Regions from separate parts of the Mus musculus genome. Here region 1 is linked to region 2. The links are chromatin contacts, called in public targeted proximity ligation maps. All regions are on one chromosome and are shown on one strand. The core of a region is the stretch at or near the end of the contact, and the rest is flanking DNA. Distances in the headings are between cores, read along the strand shown. Region 1 holds the start of Nrxn2 (neurexin II). Region 2 holds the start of Aip (aryl-hydrocarbon receptor-interacting protein).

Evidence for each region.
Region 1: a targeted proximity ligation map of astrocytes shows a contact between it and region 2, with 4 times the contacts expected there. A contact is called at or near these places in 1 of 39 promoter capture datasets (embryonic stem cells) and 1 of 130 datasets of targeted methods (astrocytes).

Annotation. Positions count from the first base shown.
Region 1 is chr19:6,417,450-6,420,918 of GRCm38.p6, forward strand. Nrxn2 (neurexin II) reads left to right here and starts at 1,307. Exons shown (of 23, transcript NM_001205234.2): 1 at 1,307-1,523. It overlaps Gm14965 (a long non-coding RNA gene), which reads right to left and starts at 1,313. Exons shown (of 3, transcript XR_879495.2): 1 at 1,042-1,313; 2 at 28-211.
Region 2 is chr19:4,119,913-4,123,266 of GRCm38.p6, forward strand. Aip (aryl-hydrocarbon receptor-interacting protein) reads right to left here and starts at 1,663. Exons shown (of 6, transcript NM_001276284.1): 1 at 1,424-1,663. The coding sequence starts at 1,522.

The sequences.
Region 1 (3,469 bases), core at 57-2,556, 2.3 Mb after region 2:
GTCCCCCCACCCCCCGTGGTGACTTACCATGGTGGGGCATCTCTGCAGTGTCCCTTTGTGTTTCTTGGAAACGCTGGGCACACATGAATAGGTGTGCATGGCTGTGTGCCCCCATGTGTATCTGCATACATTAGTGGTTGGACGTGTGTTCTTGCATATTGCCTCTGGCTAAGGAAATGCCAACTGCTACCAGCTGTGCAGATCACAGGCCCTGTAACAGAAATCAGGGGCCTGGAGAGAACTGGCAAAATGGTCTGCCACACACCCACGGCCACACCCACGCCGGCACACTGTCTCATTGAGAAGCCTTGTGTCCAACTTAGGTAATGGTATACACACCTAGGCGCTGGATCTACCTTTTCTCGGTGGAGTAAATGAAGAGGGGTGTTCCTTCCTCACACTCTGACACAAACACGGCGATGCAGACATTCTTACTGCAGAAGACTTGCACGCCAGGACCACACTCTGAAACTCACAGCTAAGGGTAGGAGCTCGAAGGGAAGATTCTACTAGATTTGTATTCAGTAACAGGGAGTGGGTAGCTTCCACCCCACCACTAGCCTTTTCCTACCCCAGAAAAGCCTTCCACAGGGGTGGAAAGCTGGTTCCAAACTCTGGGATTCCCATGAGTCTGGGCTGGGAAACCCCACTGTCTCTAGCTTAGAATCTTGCCAACCTCCAAGCTTCGTCCTTATCTCAGAAAAGCCCCTAGCTCTTCAGTTCCGGAGGCTTCCAGCTAGAGGATACAGAGACAGTGATTGGTAGGGTCTCTGCGAGCGACTGGAAAAGCCACTAGCAGTCCTGGGGTGGGAGAGGCTTCCTTGGCTCCGGGTAGCCCAGGCCAGCCCCCCCAGACTCAGCCAGCAGAGGGCGCTGTGGCCAAGGCCCTGCTCGGGTCCTGCTCTCTCGGTGCCTCAAGTCGGGGTTCAGTCCTCTCCTTTGGTTTGTCCCAGCCCTGGGCACTATCTTCGGGACCCGCCGGCAGGGGCGGGTGGGTGTGGGATCCAACAACCCAACCAAAGGTAGAAGGGGCTAGGGTACCTGGATTCCCAAGACCCCGAGCCTGGGGAGAGCACCTGCTGGGTTAAGAGGCCTGGACGTCCGGGCAAAGGTCCAGAGAGGTGGGAAAGGGCTCGGATGCCCTGGGGCCGGGACGCCTGGGTCCTCGCGGAGGAGGGAGGCGGGTCATGGAGCCGCGGGACTGGCGGCTTCTGCATCTTCGCATTGGCTGTGCCACTCGTCCGTCAGTGTTGCGTGGCCCAATGCGTGTGCTTGGGGGGCGGGTCCTGGTGCTGATGCTGCCGTCAGTCGGTGTTGCAGGGATGCGGCGGCGGGAGCAGCCGCCCTGACTCTCAGAGCATCCTCCTCGGAGCGGCACCGCGGCGGGGCGGGCGGGGACGCGGCGGGGACCAGGAGGCGCGAGGCAGCCGATATCGCTGGCCCAGGATCTGTTACCTGCCGTAGACCCAGCGGTCTCTAGGCTCGGATCCCTACCCTTCAGCTCCTGGCGCCCCCAAAACCAGGTATGGGGGGGGGGCTGCGGCGGAGACGGGTGGGGGGCGGGAGCCAATCGGGGGAGGGGAGCGGGTCGGAGGGGGCGGCGGATGCAGAAAGGACGGATTGGGGGGCGGGGGCGCCGAGCAGAGAGGGCTGGCTGGGTGACAGCGAGGAGGCGAAGCCGCTGGGGGAGGTTGGGGGACTCCCTGTGGAAGGGGCATTGGCCCTGAGCTGGGGCGAATGCAAGGTGGTGAGGGAGGGTCGATGGGGGAAGGGGGTCTGAAGGAGGGGCATCCATAGGGCTGTGAGAAGGGCTCTGAAATAGGGGTGGGGGGAGGTCCCAGTCTATGCTGGTCCTGGCAGCTGGAAGCAGTGATGGACCAGAGAAGCTGCGAGCTGTTGTGGTCTGAAGGGTCTGCAGGGGAGAAACACTGGTCTTAGTGGGAGAGGAGGCAGGCTGGAGAGAGGTTTGGGAAGTGGAGAGGGAGGTCTGGGGGCAACCACTGAAGAAAAGACTACTGGGGGATGGGAGCCAAGGGGAGAGGAGGTTATCAGGAGGGAGCAGAGGGGAAGATGCCAGGATGCTCTAGGCATAGATGAGTCTGTGACGGGGAAGAGCTGGACAAGATGGGGGGCCTGAGGGAGAGGAGAGAAGCTTGCTGGGGAGAGCTGGGGGGTGACAGAGAGGGAAACCGGTCGAAGGAGGCTCTGCTTGGCTGAGAATATACTTGAGGGCAGCGGTGGGGCTCTGGTCACAGAGTACTGGAAGGGTAGAGGAGTCTTCTGAGCCCTGGGCTTATCCCTCCACCTCAAAGAGGTGGGAACCATTTCTCATGCTCCAGCCTTCTCCCCCAGAGGGAGGAGCAGTCTGCCTGGGTTCTTTGGGATGGGGGTATGACCACAAGGACCCTGGGTGGGCTCCTGGAGGTGAAATTGGATTTGTGGGGGTTATTGGGCTGTTCCAGTTGCCTTTGCCGTCACCCCCTCTTGAGGCATCCAGGGCCTTAATGAACCGGCAGGGATGGGAGGGGTAGTTCCTTGGTGCTCCACAGCGAAAGGGTGCCCAGCTCCACAGTGCTCAAGAAAATCTGAGGGGGTGGGTCTTGGGTCTCCAGCCCCCTTGACTACTTCCGGCTTTCAAACACCCTCGTTCTTTGCACATATTGTGGGTGGGTGGGGTAGACAAGGACCTTCTAGTCATTCCTGCCCCTCCCTCTCGTCCACCTTCTCAGTGTCTGGGCGTTCCTTCTGGGGGAGAGCTTTACATCCTCTGTCTTCTGCTAGAAAAAGAGAGAGAAGGGAGCAGGAAGGAAAAAGAGAGGAGGGGAGGTCGGCTAGTCAGTTAACTACATGGAGGGCCTCCGGCTTTGTAGGTGCTTCAGCTACTCAGGTCCCAGCTTGCTACCCCAAACCTGGGGATGGCTCAGGGATGGATATGTCAGAGCCAGAGCAACTTTCGTCTGTAGCCTCAGGGAGTAGGGTCTGTGTCTGGGAGGCCCCTTACCTTTGCTAAGGGAAGTGTGCTCAGACTCTGTCCATCCTCAGCAGCACAGGGGTGGGCGGGACCGATCAGCTGGCAGTGCCTGCTGAGAAGCTGCTCCTTGGCTGAATCCACATGACAGCTGCTCCTGAGAGGAAGGGACAGGGCTCTAGAATAGCCACCGGGGACCTCCGTGTCTCTCCAGGCTCCGTCTTTTCTGTTCTGTTCTGTCTACCCTTGCCAGTGACACAGACATCCCGACACTGATCCACACACTTGGTGGCACTCGCCCAGACACACACCTACACAAGGCGCACACACCTGCGTATACAATACAACTCCTTGGCAGCAAACCGCCCACGCTCCCCGCCCAGAGACACTGCCACCTCCTGCCTGCCTCAGGGACCTCCTCCAGGAGCCCTACTTGAGCACACAGCACGCATAGAACCCCTGAGTGCCCCCGGGTCTCCTGACAAAGCACTGCCTGACAGT
Region 2 (3,354 bases), core at 413-2,912:
CCCACACTCTTAACTGCTACATGGCTGTGCTGCCTCTCTGAAGTCAGTTTTCACATCAGTAAAATTGAATCAACAATATCTGTCTAGCATTGTGGGAGATAAACCTATGAACACGTACCACAGGGCTCAATGGTAGCTGGGCTTTTTCTTTTACTTTTCTGCTTGAAAATCCAAGGCCTCTACATCCTAGACTCTACCACTAAGCCCCATCCTTAACCCTGGTGGTGTTACACTTATTTCTGTATTTGGGGGCTCACATGTGACATCATGCTTGTATGAGGTCAGAGGACAACCTGCAGAAGTCACTTCTCTCCTTCTACCATCTGGGTCCTGGGGATCTGACCCAGGCCATCAGGTTGGCAGCAAGCACTCTATCCACTAAGCCACCTCACCAGCAGAAGACGGTCCCCCCTCCTGAGCCCCAGTGATTGTTTAATCCTGCCTGCTTCTATTTACCACGTGCCCCTGCTCACAGATTAGTCTTATATTAGTTTATCCTAAGCTTTTCCATCTAGCATCCCTCTTGCCAGGCTCCTTCCAAAGCCTGTTCTCTATCTCCATCTCTCTAATTTTAAGACAGGGTCTCATTGAGTGTCCTGAGCTGGCCTTGAACTCATGCTGTAGCCCAGCTTCACCAGCGGCTGAGACTGTAGGCATGGGCCACCAGGCCCAGCTTGTAGATCCCCTTTTCAAGCACAGCTGATCACTACCACCACATGCCTGCCCTCTGCTCTCAGCATTTACCCCTCACCACATCAGACTAGACTCTCTGCCTGCTGGCTTAACACCACTGGCCAGAGGGCATACATTCATTCACAGAATTCTTGCTTTTGGCTTCACTGGTATCAGCTCCACAACTGTGATTAGAGATCTACAGCAACAAAGCAGGGGAACCTAGAGGTATGGAGTGCCTTAGGGAGGGGCACCTGAACTTGGTGCCCAGATATAAAAGCAATGCTACCATCTATCAGAACGCTGACATAGGAGTTTGGTCTGGAAAACTGGATCTCTGGGACTCTGTGTTTTTTTTAGTTCCAGGACCTCAGTTTCCCTATGTAAACAATGAGAATTGTCCTAGATGGTTTCAGAAGGCCCCTTTACTCAAAACTGCATGAGCTTTGAACCTTCAGGTACGGGTATCAGCACTGAGGTCACACCCACACCAAACCATTTTGAGATGACTGACACCCACCCCTGTCCAATGCAGTCCTAAAGCAAAGCCAAGGGGCGGAGTAGACATATCTGAATTAACTCCCACTTAAATCCAGACCAATCAGCGTCGAGCTCGGCATGTGAGAGGTAGCCTGACTGGCAGCTGCTCTCTGGGCATGCGCAACCTCTCACCTACGGCCTCCTCCCGCCTCGCATGCGCACCGCGCTTCAGAAGAGACGCTGGGAAAGTGGGGAGAGGATGGACACAAACCTTAGTGCCATCCTGAAAGTCCGGCAACTCTCCTCGGCCCTCCTGTATCACACGCTTTTGGATCCCGTCCTCTCGAAGTCTTGCGATGAGATCCGCCATCCTCCTTCCCCGCTGCTCCCTTTCGGCAACTTCCGGACTCGCTCGGTAGCTTCCGGACCTGTTTCGGCAACTCCTAGCGCCTCGGCAGCTTCTGAGCAAGCGCCATTTTGACTGAGGGCAGAAGCCAAAAAAGGGAGGGAATGAAGAAAAGAGCCGTGATTGGTTCCTAATGCTACGGCTTTAACGCGGCACTGGGGGCGGAGCCTGAGCCTGCTTAGGGGCGGGCCTTTGGTTGTCCCTCCCCTGCCAGTTGTGCTTAGTTGGCTTTATAGGGGTTGCAGCTCTCCTAGCTGTGTGCCACTCCATTTAAGTTGTAGATGCCCTATTATCGGCACTTCAGTTAGAAAAATGAAAAACGAAAAACACCGCTTCACCTGTGTATTCCCTTTGGGCCTTTTTTGTTTTGCTTTGTTTTGTTTTTTAGAGGCAGGGTTTCTCTGTGTAGCCCTGGCTGTCCTGGAACTCACTTTGTAGACCAGGCTGGCCTCAAACTCAGAAATCCGCCTGCCTCTGCCTCCCAAGTGCTGGGATTAAAGGCGTGCGCCACCACCGCCCGGCCCCTTTGGCCCTTTTATTTTGCATACTTTAGCATAAGTTATAACATCTAGATTCTGGACTCTAGATTCACTTGTCTTAAGAAAAAAAAGGAAGGAAACCCGGTGTGGTGACACATACTTCTCTGTAGTGTCTTCATCCCTTATATCATAACCAGGAAGATTATTTTCTTTCCCCTGAGCCCCAAGTCACATACTCTGACTGCTTCACTTTCCAGCAAAAAGTCTTGAGGGGCTGGAGAGATGGCTCAGCAGTTAAGGGCACTGACTGCTCTTCCAGAGATCATGAGTTCAAATCCCAGCAACCACATGGTGGCTCACAACCATCTGTAATGAGATCTGATGCCCACTTCTGGTGTGTCTGAAGATAGCTACAGTGTACTTATATAATAAATAAATAAATAAATCTTAAAAAAAAAAAGTCCTCAGAGAGGGGACTTTCTGAAGGGAAGAGGAAACATGCTTGGGTTTGTTTTCTATCAACACAGAGAGCTTACAGGCGAGCTAAGTAGTCTGCTGTACTCATCTTGCAGAAAGTACAACAGAAGGAAAGCTGACCGATATGGCTGATAAGTATACACCAGAGCATGAAAGATGTAGATAGATAAAAATAATAACATATTATCCAGGTTGTTGTGGTACACGCCTTTAACCCCAGCACTTGGGAGGCAAAGGCAGGTGGATCTCTGAGTTCAAGTTCAGATTGGCCTACAGAGGGAGTTCCAAGACAGCAAGAGAAACCCTGTCTTGAAAAACTAATGATAACAACAATAACAACAACAATAATAATAAATAAAATGTTAAGCTAGGGACTGAGAGTGTAGCTCAGTGTTGGAACATTTGCCTAGCATTTGAGAGGTCCTGGGTTCTTTCTCTAGCATACACACACACACAAATTAAGCTAATTTAATACACTACATAATCCTATCAGTATTCTCAGTGAAATATCAGTCACGAAAAAAATAGCGTATGGCCTGGAGTGATGACTCAGCAGTTAAGAGCACTGTACTTCTTTAGAGAATGTAAGTTCCATTCTCCACACCCACATAGCAATTCATAACCTTCTGTGAGTCCAGTTCCAGAAGACAATACGTGTTCTTGTGGCCTCTGTGGGCACCAGGCATATCTGTAATGCACAAACATACATGCAGGCAAACATGCACATTGAAAAATAATACTGTATGATCACACTTACTGAAGTGTCTACATAGACAGCTCAGAGACAGAAAGTAGAACGGTGCAGTGGGAATGGGGAAGTTGTTTTTTAAGGAAGGACTG